Linked DNA regions of Callithrix jacchus: region 1 is linked to region 2. The links are chromatin contacts, called in public Hi-C maps. All regions are on one chromosome and are shown on one strand. Each heading gives the region's core, a stretch centred on a gene start, on an enhancer-like site or on the middle of the called end of the contact. The rest is flanking DNA. Distances are from core to core; before and after follow the strand shown. Region 1 has its middle 16 kb from the start of THRAP3. Region 2 holds the start of TRAPPC3 (trafficking protein particle complex subunit 3).

Evidence for each region. A called contact is a pair of places that touch in the nucleus more often than the background predicts.
Region 1: a contact with region 2 is called in a Hi-C map of skeletal muscle, with 4 times the contacts expected there. The contact joins the enhancer-like site here to the promoter of TRAPPC3 in region 2. A contact is called at or near these places in 3 of 3 Hi-C or Micro-C datasets (induced pluripotent stem cells and skeletal muscle).

What each region holds. Positions count from the first base shown.
Region 1 is chr7:72,784,829-72,791,171 of calJac240_pri, forward strand. No RefSeq gene overlaps it. Among named protein-coding and RNA genes, the nearest start is that of THRAP3, 16 kb to the right of the region's middle. Within about 2 kb of position 4,098, at least 10 of the 16 cell types and tissues checked have an H3K27ac peak or open chromatin away from gene starts, as enhancers often do. A contact at or near this core is called in skeletal muscle, where this site is marked.
Region 2 is chr7:72,739,404-72,746,370 of calJac240_pri, forward strand. TRAPPC3 (trafficking protein particle complex subunit 3) reads right to left here and starts at 2,223. Exons shown (of 3, transcript XM_009000895.4): 1 at 2,074-2,223. The coding sequence starts at 2,115.

The DNA.
Region 1 (6,343 bases), core at 2,848-5,347, 47 kb after region 2:
CAGCTAATTTTTGTATTTTTAGTAGAGCTGGGGTTTCACCATGTTGGCCAGACTGGTCTTGAACTCCTGACCTCAGGTGATCCGCCCTCCTCAGGCTCCCAAAATGCTGGGATTGCAAGTGTGAGCCATAGCGCCTGACTTCACTGTCATCTTTAAGCTGATATCGTCTTAGACTTCCAAAGAAGAATCTATCCTGTTCAGGCTGAGTGCACTCCAGCCTGGGAGATGAGCAAAACTCTGTCTCAAAAAAAAAAAATAAATCTCTCCAGTGCAGACTTTTTTCCTGAGGTTGACAGCATATCAACTGGATGTCTTGTCAGTGTCACCAATTCAACAAGCCCAAAACTGACACCTCTGACGTATCTCTGATTTTGTCCCCAGTGCCCTCACCCTAGCCCAGGCTGCTGTCATTTCTGCCATCCTGGAAAAAGAAACAAGGTCTTCAATGTCATCTCTGCACAGCAGCCACAAGCCTGTTCAGGACGCTCCCCTGCTTAAATGCCTCCTGGGCCTTCCCATTGCTCTCAGAATAAAAGGCACATTCTGTCTGGCGGCTTCCCTGTGGCTCTCTTTCTCTCTTCTCTGTGTTCCCACCATCCTGGACTTGCACCTCCTCTTTGAGCCTCAGGGCTTTTGCACAAGCTGTTCCCTCTGCCTGGGATGCTCTCCCCTGCTGCCCCACTTCAGTTGGCTGATCTTAAATATTATGTTTCCAGAAGGCCTTCTTTGACCCCAGTGTTCTGTACCTAACCTAGCACAACAAACACCTCATTGTAACTGTTTATCTATTAATGTGCCTCTGCCAAAAGGTGAGTCACAAGAGCAGGAATATTTGTCGTGTTCTCCAGTGTGTCCTTCCTAGCAGCCCGGTGCCTGGCATGCAGTAGGTTCTGTCTGTGTGCAATACATAGCTGATGGAGAGAAAGATGGGTAAGACAATGGGAGCCAGAATCATTGCAGTAGTCCTGGAGACTAACAGGCAGGAAGCGTTTTTCTGGTGCAGTGTGATGCACCAGAGGAAGGGATGTGGCCAAATGTCCCGGAATCTGGGCAGGAATCAGGCACTGACGGCCTTGTATCCTGACAGGCTGGGATGCTTGTTTCTCCTCCTGCGGCATGGAAAACCACAGAAGGGTTTTCAGTCGAGAGGTAACATGATTGCAGGTGAAGCGCCAGCCAGCCAGGCTGTGGAGGCAGGTGGGCAAGATTGGAGACAGGGAGCCGATTATGAAGCCATAGCAGTAAAAAGTGCCTGGAAGGAAACACTGAGAACTGGAGCTGAGTGCAGTGGCTCACACCTGTAATCCCAGCACTTTGGGAGGTTGAAGTGACGGCATTACTTGAGCCTAGGAGTTTGAGGCTAGTCTGGGCAACATAGCTAGTCCTTGTCTCTGCAAAAAATAAGGAAATTATCCAGGCATCGTGGCACACACCTGTAGTCCCAGCTACTTGGGAGGCTGAGGTGGGAGGATTAATGGAACTCAGGAGATCAAGACTGCAGTGAGCCAAGATGTTGCCACTGTACTCCAGCCTGGGGGACAGAGTAAGACCCTGTCTCAACAGAAAAAGAGGGGGAAAAAAAAGAAACACTCCACTTCCCCACCTAAAGCTACTGGAAAATAACCTGGGAGGTATCTCTGAATAGTGTTGCTGAATTTCACACATCAAAACACAGGATTCAGCCAGGCACGGTGGCTCACGCCTATAATCCCAGCACTTTGGGAGGCCGAGGTGGGTGGATCATGAGGTCAAGAGATCGAGACCCTCCTGGTCAACAAGGTGAAACCCCATCTCTACTAAAAATACAAAAATTTTAGCTAGGTGTGGTGGTGCGTGCCTGTAGTCCCAGCTACTTGGGAGGCTGAGGCAGGAGAATTATTTACCCAGGAGGCGGAGGTTGCGATGAGCCGAGATCGCGCCATTGCACTCCAGTCTGGGTAACAAGAGCGAAACTCTGTCTCAAAACAAACAAACAAACAACAACAACAAAAAACACAGGATCCCTATTATAAAGGAGAATTTCAGAAAACCAACGAATAAATTTTTAGTGTGTTCCAAACATGGCATTGTACTTACATTAAAAAATAATGTACTTACATTAAATGATTATTTATTGTTTGCCTGGAATTTACCTTGGATTGGGCATTCTGTATTTTATCTGGCAACAATATCCACTGACTTTTCTCCTTCCTCTGCCTATACTGCTAGCCCCTTCCCCCAATTCTATCTTGAATCCTCATTTAAATGGTTTCTTTTCGGGAGGCTGAGGCAGGAAAATCACTTGAACCTGGGAGGTGGAGGTTGCAGTGAGCCAAGATCACACCATTGCCTACTCCAGCCTGGGTGATAGAGAGAGACTCCATTTAAAAAAAATAAAAATAAAAAAAGGATGGGCATGGCGGCTCATACCTGTCATCCCAGCACTTTGGGAGGCTGAGGCAGGCAGATCATCTGGGGTTAGGAGTTTGAGAACAGCCTGGCCAATATGGTGAAACCCTGTCTCTACTAAAAAAATACAAAAATTTGGGCTGGGTGTGGTGGCGCATGCCTGTAGTCCCAGCTACTCGGGAGGGTGAGGCAGGAGAATTGCTTGAACTCAGAAGGTGGAGATTGCAGTGAGCTGAGATCATGCCACTGCACTACAGCCTGGGCCACAGTGCGAGACTCTGTCTCAAAAAAAAAAAAATACAAAAATTAGCTGGGCATAGTGGTGGGCACCTGTAGTCCTAGCTACTCTGGAGGCTGAGGCAGGAGAATCGCTTGAACCTGGGAGGTGGAAGTTACAGAGAGCTGAGATGGTGCCATTGCACTCCAGCTTGGGCAACAGAGCAAGACACTGTCTAAAAAAAAATTAAGTTGAGGGACTTTTTTTAATATTTATTTTTTTGAGACAGAGTTTTGCTCTTGTATCCCAGTCTGGAGTGCAATGGCACGATCTCAGCTCACTGCAACCTCTGTCGCCTGGCTTCAACTGATTCTTCTGCCTCAGCCTCCCAAGTAGCTGGGACTACAGGCACCCACCACCACACCTAGCTAATTTTTGCATTTTTAGTAGAAATAAGGTTTCTCCATGTTGGCTGGGCTGGTCTCAGACTTCTGACCCCAGGTGATTTGCCCTGCTAGGTCTCCCAAAGTGCTGGGATTATAGGCGTGAACCACCATGCCCAGCTCCAATTTTTTTGAAAATTTTTATCATTTTATACCTTAAACTATTAAGGGAGGAAATGTTCTATATCCCTCTATAAAAAAACAGAGATGGGAATAGGATCTCACTGTGTTGCCCAGGCTGGTCTTGAACTTCAGGTCTCAAGTGATCCTCCTGACTTGGCCTCCCAAACTGCTGGCATTACAGGTATGAGTCACCATGACCTGCCAAAAGTTCCTCAACTTTCTGTTTTAAAAATTGCCACCAGACCTTTCTGCAATGCCAGTTGTAGTGTTCCTGACCTCACACAGTGCCCACCCCTAAAACACAGGCGTGCAGGCCACCAGGGTCTGCCAGGCGAGGTGTGTGAGAGGAACAGGGCAGACAGCTCTGGCCTCAGGCACAAAGGGCTGAGTCCTGGATCCTGGGGACAGGCACTGGGAATTGAATCTGGACACTGAGCACTGTGTCCTAACACAAGAAACCAATTCCTGGCTCATGGTAGTGGTCTCTGGGTCCTAAAACTAGGACCAGAGCAGAGACCACAGGTCCCTGATCTCTGGGCAAAGGGTGCTGGGCTAAGTGGCAGTCATGACTTGCTGTCCAGGGCGGGGCTGAGGGTGAGGAGTTGTCCAGCTGTTGTTTTGTAACAGCTGCTGGACTGGGCTGGAGGGGAAATTTAAGGAGCCAGGGGGTGGGGTGAAGAGGAAGAGGTCAGTGGGCAGGGGAAGGCCACTCCAGCAGGTCCCAGGCCCTGGAGGACGAGAGAAAGAGAGTTGCTGGATCTCTAGGCCTCTCAGTGGCAGACAGTGGGGCCTCAGGAACTAGGGTAGGAAGAGTGGTGAGGATAGCAGCGAGCATGTGCCACCTCCTACCCCCAACCCCCTCTTTGTACCCTCCCCCTTTGTCAACCTCCTGGCTCGGCTCCCAGGCCGAGGCAGCTGGAGTGATTAGTGTGGGTGAAGGAGTACGAATGCCAAAAGCTTGTCTGACGTCTCAGAACACAGGGATCCAGCCAGAGTGGATGGCACGACTGAGTGAGAAATGCAGACTGAGAGATAAACAGAAATAAATAGGGACAACACCGAAGAGACAGAGGAGAAAAGCAGGGCGGGAGACAAAAGAGACGGAAGGCCCACACAGAGCAAGAAGGTTGCAGGGAGGGAGGGATCAGTAGTTACAGGGCAGGCTGATCTTTTCCTGTGTCTTCTCTGACCCCGTCCTGTCTGAGTTCCTCCCTGCTGTGTCCCTATCCCAGGCTTTCTCAACCTCAGCACTATTGACATTTGGGGCAGGATAATCTTGGATGGTGAAGATAGGAGGGTGTTCTGTGCCCTGTAGGATGCTTAGCAGCCTCCTTGGCCCTTACCTACCAGATGCCATCAGCACTCCCTCAACTCCTCTGCTGTTGTGACAATCCAGACTGCCTCCAGACACTGCCGGATGTTTCCTGGGAAGGGACTGCTTCTGATTGAGAACCTTCCCTGTCCCCCAAGTAGGTTCATGTTCTTGAGAAGAGGCCAACCCTGGGTGTCTGTCTGTCTGGTTCTCCCATCAGCCCGTGTGCACAGGGCCCTGCAGCCCTAGCATGGCTTCCACTGCCCTAAGTTAGAAGCCAGGGAAAATAGGAGAGCCACTGAGACTGAGGAACAGTCTAGGGGCTGCTGAAGCCAGGGGTATAGCAGTGATGAAGTCCCTGCCCTCATGGAGCTTCTTTTCTTATTCTACCCAAAAGGCATCCCAGGTGTGTTGTGGGATGTGCTAGGGGTGTTTCACGACAGGGTGTGCACTCTCATCTCTAAGGGAGGAAGAAGAGATGGACCCCCAAGCAAGTCTGGACAAGATCCATGTAACAAGTATGCATTTTGTTCCATGAAGCTTAGATGTAAGAAATGTCTCATTTATTGAATTCTCTAAACCAGATTATCTGCTCCAAAACCCCCTGCCAGGCTGGCTGGTGAGAAATTCAATCACAGTCATGTTTTAGGAATCTCTACCCAGTGGTGTGCTGGGGAACGTTTACAAACAGCTTGGGATGCATGAGGGAGAGACTTGATTTGTCACATTTGCCGGCTTCCATGATGTAAACACTCCCACTATAGCCAATTTCAAGCTGCCAACATGATGTCACTGAAGGTGGAGCAGAGAGGATAGAGCAGTAGCACACTGACATGCAGGGTATTCACCCGGCAGATACCAACAACTTTAAGAGCACTGATTATAGTAAACTCACGCCTGTAATCCCAGCACTTTGGGAGGCCAAGGTGGGCAGATCACTTGAGGTCAGGAGTTTGAAGCCAGCCTGGCCAACATGGTGAAACCATGTCTCTACTGAAAATACAAAAATTAGGCCAGGTGCGGTGGCTCATGCCTGTAATCCCAGCACTGGGAGGCCAAGGCAGCTGGGATTGCCTGAGGTCAGGAGTTTGAGACCAGCCTGGCCAACATGGTGAAACCCTGTCTCTACTAAAAATACAAAAATTGGCTGGGCCCAACGCAGTGGCTCATGCCTGTCATCCCAGCACTTTGGGAGGCCGAGGCAGGTGGATCACCTGAGGTCAGGAGTTCAAGACCAGTCAGACCAATATGGTGAAACCCCGTTTCTAAAAAAAAAAAGTAATACAAAAATTAGCCGGGTGTGGTGGCACATGCCTTTAATCCTAGCTACTCTGGTGGCTGAGGCAGGAGTATTGCTTGAACCTGGGAGACAAAGGTTGCAGTGAGCCAAGATCACACCACTGTACTACATCATGGGTAAGAAAGCCAGACTCTGTCTCTAAATAAATAAATAAATAAATAAATAAAATTTAGCCAGACATGATGGTGCATGCCTGTAATCTCAGCTACTTAAGAGGCTGAGGCAGGAGAATTGCTTGAACCTGGGAGGCGGGGGTTGCAGTGAGCCGAGACTTCACCATTGTGCTTCAGCCTGGGCGATAGAGCAAGACTCCGTCTCAAAAAAAATAAATAAAAGTAGGATGGGTGAGGTGGCTCATGCCTGTAATCCCAGCACTTTGGGAGGCTGAGGCGGTTGGATCACAAGATCAGGAATTCAAGACCAGCCTGGCCAACATGGTGAAACTCCATGTCTACTAAAAATAAAAAAATTAGCTGCCTGTACTCCCAGTTACTTGGGCGACTGAGGCAGAATTGCTCAAACCTGGGAGGCAGAGGTAACAGTGAGCCAAGATTGAGCCA
Region 2 (6,967 bases), core at 973-3,472:
TGTTTTAGATGCATGGTTATACTGCTAGTTTTTCATGCATTCACTCAATCCTCAGAACAATGCTATAATATAAGTACTATTATTACCTCTTAAAAAAAAAAAAAGATGAAGCTGATGCTCAGAACACTGCAGAAACTTGCCCAAGGTCGCACAGCAAGTAGGTGGTGAAACCAGAGCTCAGTCCCAGGCAGTACTATACCCCTGTATTGTCTCCATTTCTGTCTCCCTACTTCTGCCCATGTACTATTAGGGGAGCAGATCCATAGCTTTCATCAGTTTTTCAAAAGGGGTCTGAAAGGGGTTAAATACTAATCTGGAGAACAAGGCTTCCTGCAGCCCATTCTGGTGGCTGCTCCTGGTTTAAGATGTCAAGGTGAGAGGGAAATCTGATCATCCCATCAAGAGAGGAGTGTCAAAAAAAAGGGCCTCGGTCTGGCCCACATGCAACCTCAGATATTGTTTTAATTAATTTATTTATTTATATTTTATGTTATTTAGAGATGAGATCTCACTATGTTGCCCAGGCTGGTCTCAAAGTCCTGAGTACAAGCCATCCTCCTGCCTCAGCCTCCCAAAGTGCTAGAATTACAGCCACGAGCCACCATGTCCAGCCTTGATATTGCTTTTAAATTCAAAACAAAGCTGGGCATGGTGGCTTGGACCTGTAATCTTAACACTTTGGGAGGTTGTGGCGGGAGGATTGCTTAAGCCTAGGAGTTCGAGACCAGCCTGGGCAACATGGCAAACCACTGTCTTTATAATAAATACGAAAATTAGCCTGGCTTGGTGGTGTGCCCCTGTGGTCCCAGTTGCTTGGGGGCTGAGGTGAGGATCGCTTAAGCCCAGGAGGTTGTGGTTACAATGAGCAGAGATCAGGCCATTGCATGCATCTGGGCAACAGAGTAAGACCCTGTCTCAAAAAAAAAAAAAAAAAAAGGCAAAGAAAAGGAAGGCCTGACAGGAAGGTCTCAGGGTGGCCGAAATAGCTCAGTTGGGAGAGTGTTAAACTGAAGATCTAAAGGTCCCTGGAAGGTCTCTTAAAGAAAAATTACCTTAGAGGCCACTGTAATCCCAGCACTTTGGGAGGCCAAGGTAGGCAGATCACGAGGTCAAGAGTTCGAGACCAGCTTAGCCAACATGGTGAAACCCCATCTCTACTAAAAATACAAAAATTAGCCGGGAGTGGTAGTGGGCACCTGTAATCCTAGCTACTCGGGTGGCTGAGGCAGGGGAATCGCTTGAACCCGGAAGGTGGAGGTTGCAGTGAGCCGAGACCGTGCCTCTGCACTCCAGCCTGGGAGACAGAGCAAGATTTCATCTCGGGGGTTGGTGGGGGAGAAAAATGACCTTAGCCTTCAGCCCCAGCACCTACTCCAACTTTATAGGACCATACGGTGTCCCACTATTCCCAGAGAAAGGGAGCCACCCACTCCATTAGAGGGGCACCACTCACTGCTTACTCTGGGGCACCTCTTATTCTATTGAATAGAACGTTCCTTTCTGGCACGACCACTATCTGAGCATCTCTCACAATACCCATGCCACAGTGCAAGACACTATAGCCTAAAAGTATAGCCTAACAGTCTGAAACATTAGCTTTGAAATTAGACACGGGTCCAAATCCTAACTTCCCAGGTGTAAATGTGGGCAAATTACGTAAGCTCTCCAGGCTATAAAATGGCAATCATGTTATCCATCTGATAGGGGTTACTCTGCAGATTAACTGAGATACTGCAATGCATGCAAAGTGGGTGGCCCGGTGTCTAATACACAGTCAGAGGGCAGTAAGTGGCAGTTACTGGTATTTATTACCGTCGTTGTCGTTGGCTTAGGACGGAGATGCACTCAGGCCTTGGGGGCGGGGTCTCCACGGGAAAGGGGTCTCCTCCGGGGAACTTCTCCGGCGGTCCCCTAACCTACCTGGGACGCCCCCGGAGTAACCCACAAGAGGCTACCTGCAGCCGGAGCTCACAGGAGGGCCCTTTTCCAATCGCGCCTCGCGCTCGGCGCCGGGCCCCTTCCCCGTACATCTCAATTTCGCCCCGCCCACTGAGGTCACGCGCTCCAAATTACCATTTTCTTGCTCTCGGTGCCACGGTTCGCCTGCCTCGACATGGTGCCGGCCGCCCCGCCCCACTCGCCTAGCCACGGGCTTGCTCGGCGACCCCTGCAGACGCCGCTCGCCGAGCCGCTGCCCCTCAGCCCACAGGACTGACCGGTACTGACTCACTGCGCCTGCGCGGCCTGCCGCGGGGCACCACGGGACTCGTGGTCCGGCCGACGTGAGTAACTCCCGCCCAACAAACGTCGGACTACAACACCCAACTGCCCCTTTGGTAGTGCCGCCTCTTAACGCAGTCAACTACAATTCCCGGAATGCTCCGCGCGCGCCTGGCTGGTAGAGCCCAGCTCGCCCTTGGCAGCATCCTGGCCGCTGGGTGGCGTCCGCAGCCTTCGGTATTCCTGGGTTAGCCACACGCTCCCCCTTGTCCTCCTCCCCACGCGCCCGGCTCTGAGATGATGCTCGGCAAATTCCTCTCTCGCCGGGGTTGGTCTTGGAAAGTCCCTCTTTGGAGCTAGCTTCTTCCGCTGTTGCGATTCAGCTCCAGAAGCTCCCAGGATGTCCCAGAAAACTAGCAATGACTCACACAGAATTGGCTTCATTAGAAAAATATTTAATGACCTACTATGTGCCAAGCATTTCACTAGTGTCTTTCTCTTCAGACTGCCATCTGGAACAGCGACACTGCCTGGTTCCCAGAAAACTAACTGTCATGGCAGTCAGTTCTGAGTTCTAATCCCAGCTTTGCCATTTTAGGCAAGTTGCTAAATCTCTCTCAGTTGTTATAAAGATTGGTGAGCCATGCATGCCCTGAAGTTGGGCACATAAAAGCCATGAAAGTAAACGTGTATTCCCTTCCAGCCACCCTCCAAAAACAAGCCAACAAACAGGACTCAGAAACACGAAGGGAATGTGCTGGCTAAACCCTCACCCATCACCAAGGGGAAGTCTATAGTCCCTGACCACAGCTTTTTGGTTTCAGCTCCAGCGGTCTCTCAGCTGGTCAACTCTGAGGGAGCTGGGCTAGAGGGGGCGGTTCCTGAGCACCCTCTGCTCTCTTAGGCCTGGTAGCCTGACTGTAGCAGCTGTATTCTAGTCCCTAGCCTTTACCGTGACAACCAGCCTGTCCAGACAGGAGCCAGCCAGGTTAGGGAGGGCTGGGGGCTGCTCAGGCTGCAAGCTGGTGCCCAGGGTTCCCCCAGTCCCTCTCCTAGGGTGCAAGACCAATCATTATTTTATCCTTCTCCCCAGACATTCTGGGGCCTCCCTTGAGGCAGTGACCCCTGACTCTCTGTCCTGTGTAATGCCACTGGGGAGGGAGCCAAGGGCTGAGGACTCTGGGAAGGAACTTCAGGGTTGGTTGGGGTGGGGGAGGAAAGCAAGGGCCAAACTAGCCTGCAAGGGCCAAACTAGCCCCCAAGGGCCAGCTCAGCTAAAGAGCCCCCGGCATTCCCGGGAGAGAGGACAGCTGAGGTGAAAGCTGCAGTTGGCCAGCCTGTCTGTCGGTCTGGGCTCCTCCCTGCCGGCTGCCTTTGGCTGCCCACAGAAACCTGAGTCACAGTCACGGCCAGCCACCCGACCCCACCCTGCCTGCTGTCAAGCAGGGCAGTTCTAGAGAGACTGGAGGTGGAGCCCTTCCCTGCCTGTCCAACAGCCTCTGAGATTTTGCCTCACTGCCTGGGATTCCTCCTCTTGATATCGATTTCTCTTTGGGATTTGCAGTGTCATTAGTCCTGAGTTAAGAGTGGGGGTGGGGGGCCATCTCAGGTTGATCTAGATGATCCCCTCCTCACTCAGACAGGTTCTTAAAGCCTTCTTAGGCCGGGCGCAGTGGCTCATGCCAGTAACTCCAGCATATTGGAAGGCCAAGGCAGGAGGAACACTTTAGCCCAGGAGTTTGAGACCAGCCTGGGCAACATAGTGAGATCCCTATTTCCACGAAAGATAATTTTTAGAAAGGTTGTTCTGTCATGAAATAGCTACTCTTTTGATTATTTGCTTTAACAAAAACAAATAAATATTTAAAAATAAAAAGAAACTAGCTGAGCATTGTGGCATGCACCTGTGGTCCCAGCTACTAGGAAGGCTAAGGTGGGAAGATTGCTTGAGCTCAGGAGGTGGAGGCTGCAGTGAGCTGTGTTTGTGACACTGCATTCCTGCCTGGGTGACAGAACTGAAACTTTGTCTCAAAAAAAAAAAAGTACTTAGACAGCTGTTCTGAGGAGTCTCAGTACAGTTTCCATCATTCCCAAATCCCAAACCCTCCCTACCAACTCTAGGGGCCAGGACATTCAGGAACACCAGATGTCTCCTCCCCACCCTCTTCCCTTTCTCCCTAGAAAACAACACAAGGGATAGCTTTCTGTTCCTCTCAGGGGCTCTAGACAAAGACTCTCTCCTAGGAACCCAAAGGGTTTAACCTATTTAGTCCTGTATCTGAGTTCCTCCCACTCCCCCAGAGCTAGAGCAGGAGGGGCAGCTGGCATCACCAGCCCAGGGAGTGAGCCCTGGAGGCTGAGGCCCCTCAGGAAAGCTGGTGTTGGTTAGAGACCCCTTCTTGCTGCAGTGCCTTGAGGCTGCGATGGGAGTGAGAATGTGGTGCCTATTCTGTCTCCTCTGCCCCCACTGTGAGGCCCCTCCCACTTCCTGCAGTACTTCGAGGGTGTGGAAGCAGCATCCAGGGCCTCAGTCCAGAGAGATCTGTAACTGTGTTAACTCTCCCAGTGATTTCCTTCACCTCTCCAGTGGGTTCATCCTGGATCCTGCCCCACCAAACCTAGGAGGCTGAAAATGTCCTTGCCTTTCTCCTCCCAGGGAAACCAGGATGGAAACAGATTTCTTTTTTTCTTTTTTCTTTTTTTGAGACAGAGTCTTACTCTGTCACCGAGGTTGAAGTGCAGTGACGTGATCTTGGCTCTCTGCAACCTCTGCCTCCTAGGTTCAAGCGATTCTCCTGCCTCGGCCTCCTGAGTAGCTGGGACTACAGACATGCACCACAACGCCTGGCTAATTTTTTGTATTTTTAGTAGAGACGGGATTTTGCCATGTTGGCCAGGTTGGTCACGAACTCCTGACCTCAGGTGATCTGCCCACCTCGGCCTCCCAAAGTGCTGGGATTACAGGCGAGCCACTGTGCCTGGCCAAAAGATTTTTTTCTACCTTCGACAGGGTCTCTGTCACCCAGGCTGGAGTGCAGTGGCACAGATATGGCTCACTGCAGCCTTGATCTCTTGGGCTCAAGCGATCCTCCCACCTCGGCCTCCTGAGTAGCTGGGACTACAGGCACGGACCACCATGCCTGGCTAATTTTTTGTATTTTTGGTGGAGACAGGGTTTCGCCATGTTGCCCAGGCTGGTCTCGAACTCCTGAGCTCAAGCAATCCACCTGCCTCGGCCTCCCAAAGTGCTGGGATTACAGGCGTGAGCCACTGTGCCTGGCCGGGACAGAAACATATTTCTGATCCCCCAGTCTGTGACCTGTCCCCAGCCCCAGCCCAGACTCATGGTGAGAGGAACAACTCACTCATGCCTGTTTCCATGCAGGAGAAGGAGAAGCAGACTGCCTTGAGCCACACTCTCCTCTTGCCTTAGGAGACTGCCCTGGGCCAGAGGTCCCTGTCCCTCACCAAAGACTGAGGGGAATGCTGTTGGGACTTCTGCCTCTTATGTTAGAATTTCAGCAAGTACCCTACTTGCCCCTTCTCTGGGATGTCTAATATTTGTGGTGCTCCATGCAGGGTCACCTAGCCCCAAACTCAGAGAGACGCCCACTATTAACCCTCTTGGTTACCAGGGCCTGGGATCTGCCAGTGATCCTGGCCAGTGGGCAGGAGAATGGAGAGTAGTCCACTTCCTCTGTCCACCGACTCCCTGAATCACAGAACACGGGTCCTCCCCACACTCCCTGTGGACTCATCCATCAGCTGTGCAGGAAGCCTTCAGGTCTGGCCGGGAGAACTGTCCTTTAAGTTGCCTAACTCACAGATGCTCTGCTGGTCTCCAGCACCAGCATCTTGTGAGTGCCTCACCCTCAAGCGAGGGAAGGGTTCCTCAACCTTAGCACTACTGACATTTTGCACCTGAGAATTCCTTATAGTGGGGATGGTCCTGCACAATGTAGGCAGCATCCCTGGCTTCTACGCAGTAGCTGCCATGTTTAGAGAACCCCCGGTGTATCTCTAAACATGGCTAAATGTTCCCTGGGGGACAAAATTGCCCTTGGTTGAGAACCCCTGAGGTGGGCTAATACCACACATTGTCTATTTTGAGTGAGCTCCCCAGAGTCAATCCCAAAGACAGTAGATTTCCAGTTCTAAAGTCTGCTCACCCTTTCTCTACTGGAAAACCCCATGATCTTCAATAGCTCCCCATGTTCGTTTCCAAGTCATTTGGCATTTAAGTCCTCGTACGTGGGCTGTCCCTGGCCTATCTGTTCATTTTTAGCTGCCATTTCCACCTCCACCATTCTTTTTGTTTGTTTGGCTGTTTGTTTTGTTGTGACAGGGTCTCACTCTGTCACCAGGCTTAAGTGCAGTGGTGCGATCTCGGCTCACAGCAACCTCCGCCTCATGGGTTCAAGCGATTCTCCTGCCTCAGCCTTCAGAGTAGCTGGGATTACAGGCACACGCCACCATGCCTCGCTAATTTTTGTATTTTTGGTAGAGGTGGGGTTTCACCAGGTTGGCAAGGCTGATCTCAAGCTCCTGACTTCAAGCAATCCTCCCATCTTGGCCTCCCAAAGTACTGGGATTACAGGTGTGAGCCACTGCACCCGGCCACTATTCTTGAGCCCTAGCTGATGTGGGTATCTTGCTATTCTTATCCATCCACTCATCCACCCATCCATTCATCCATCCTTCCATCCTTCCATCCATCTTCATCCCTGCAGTAATCTCAAGACGAGGG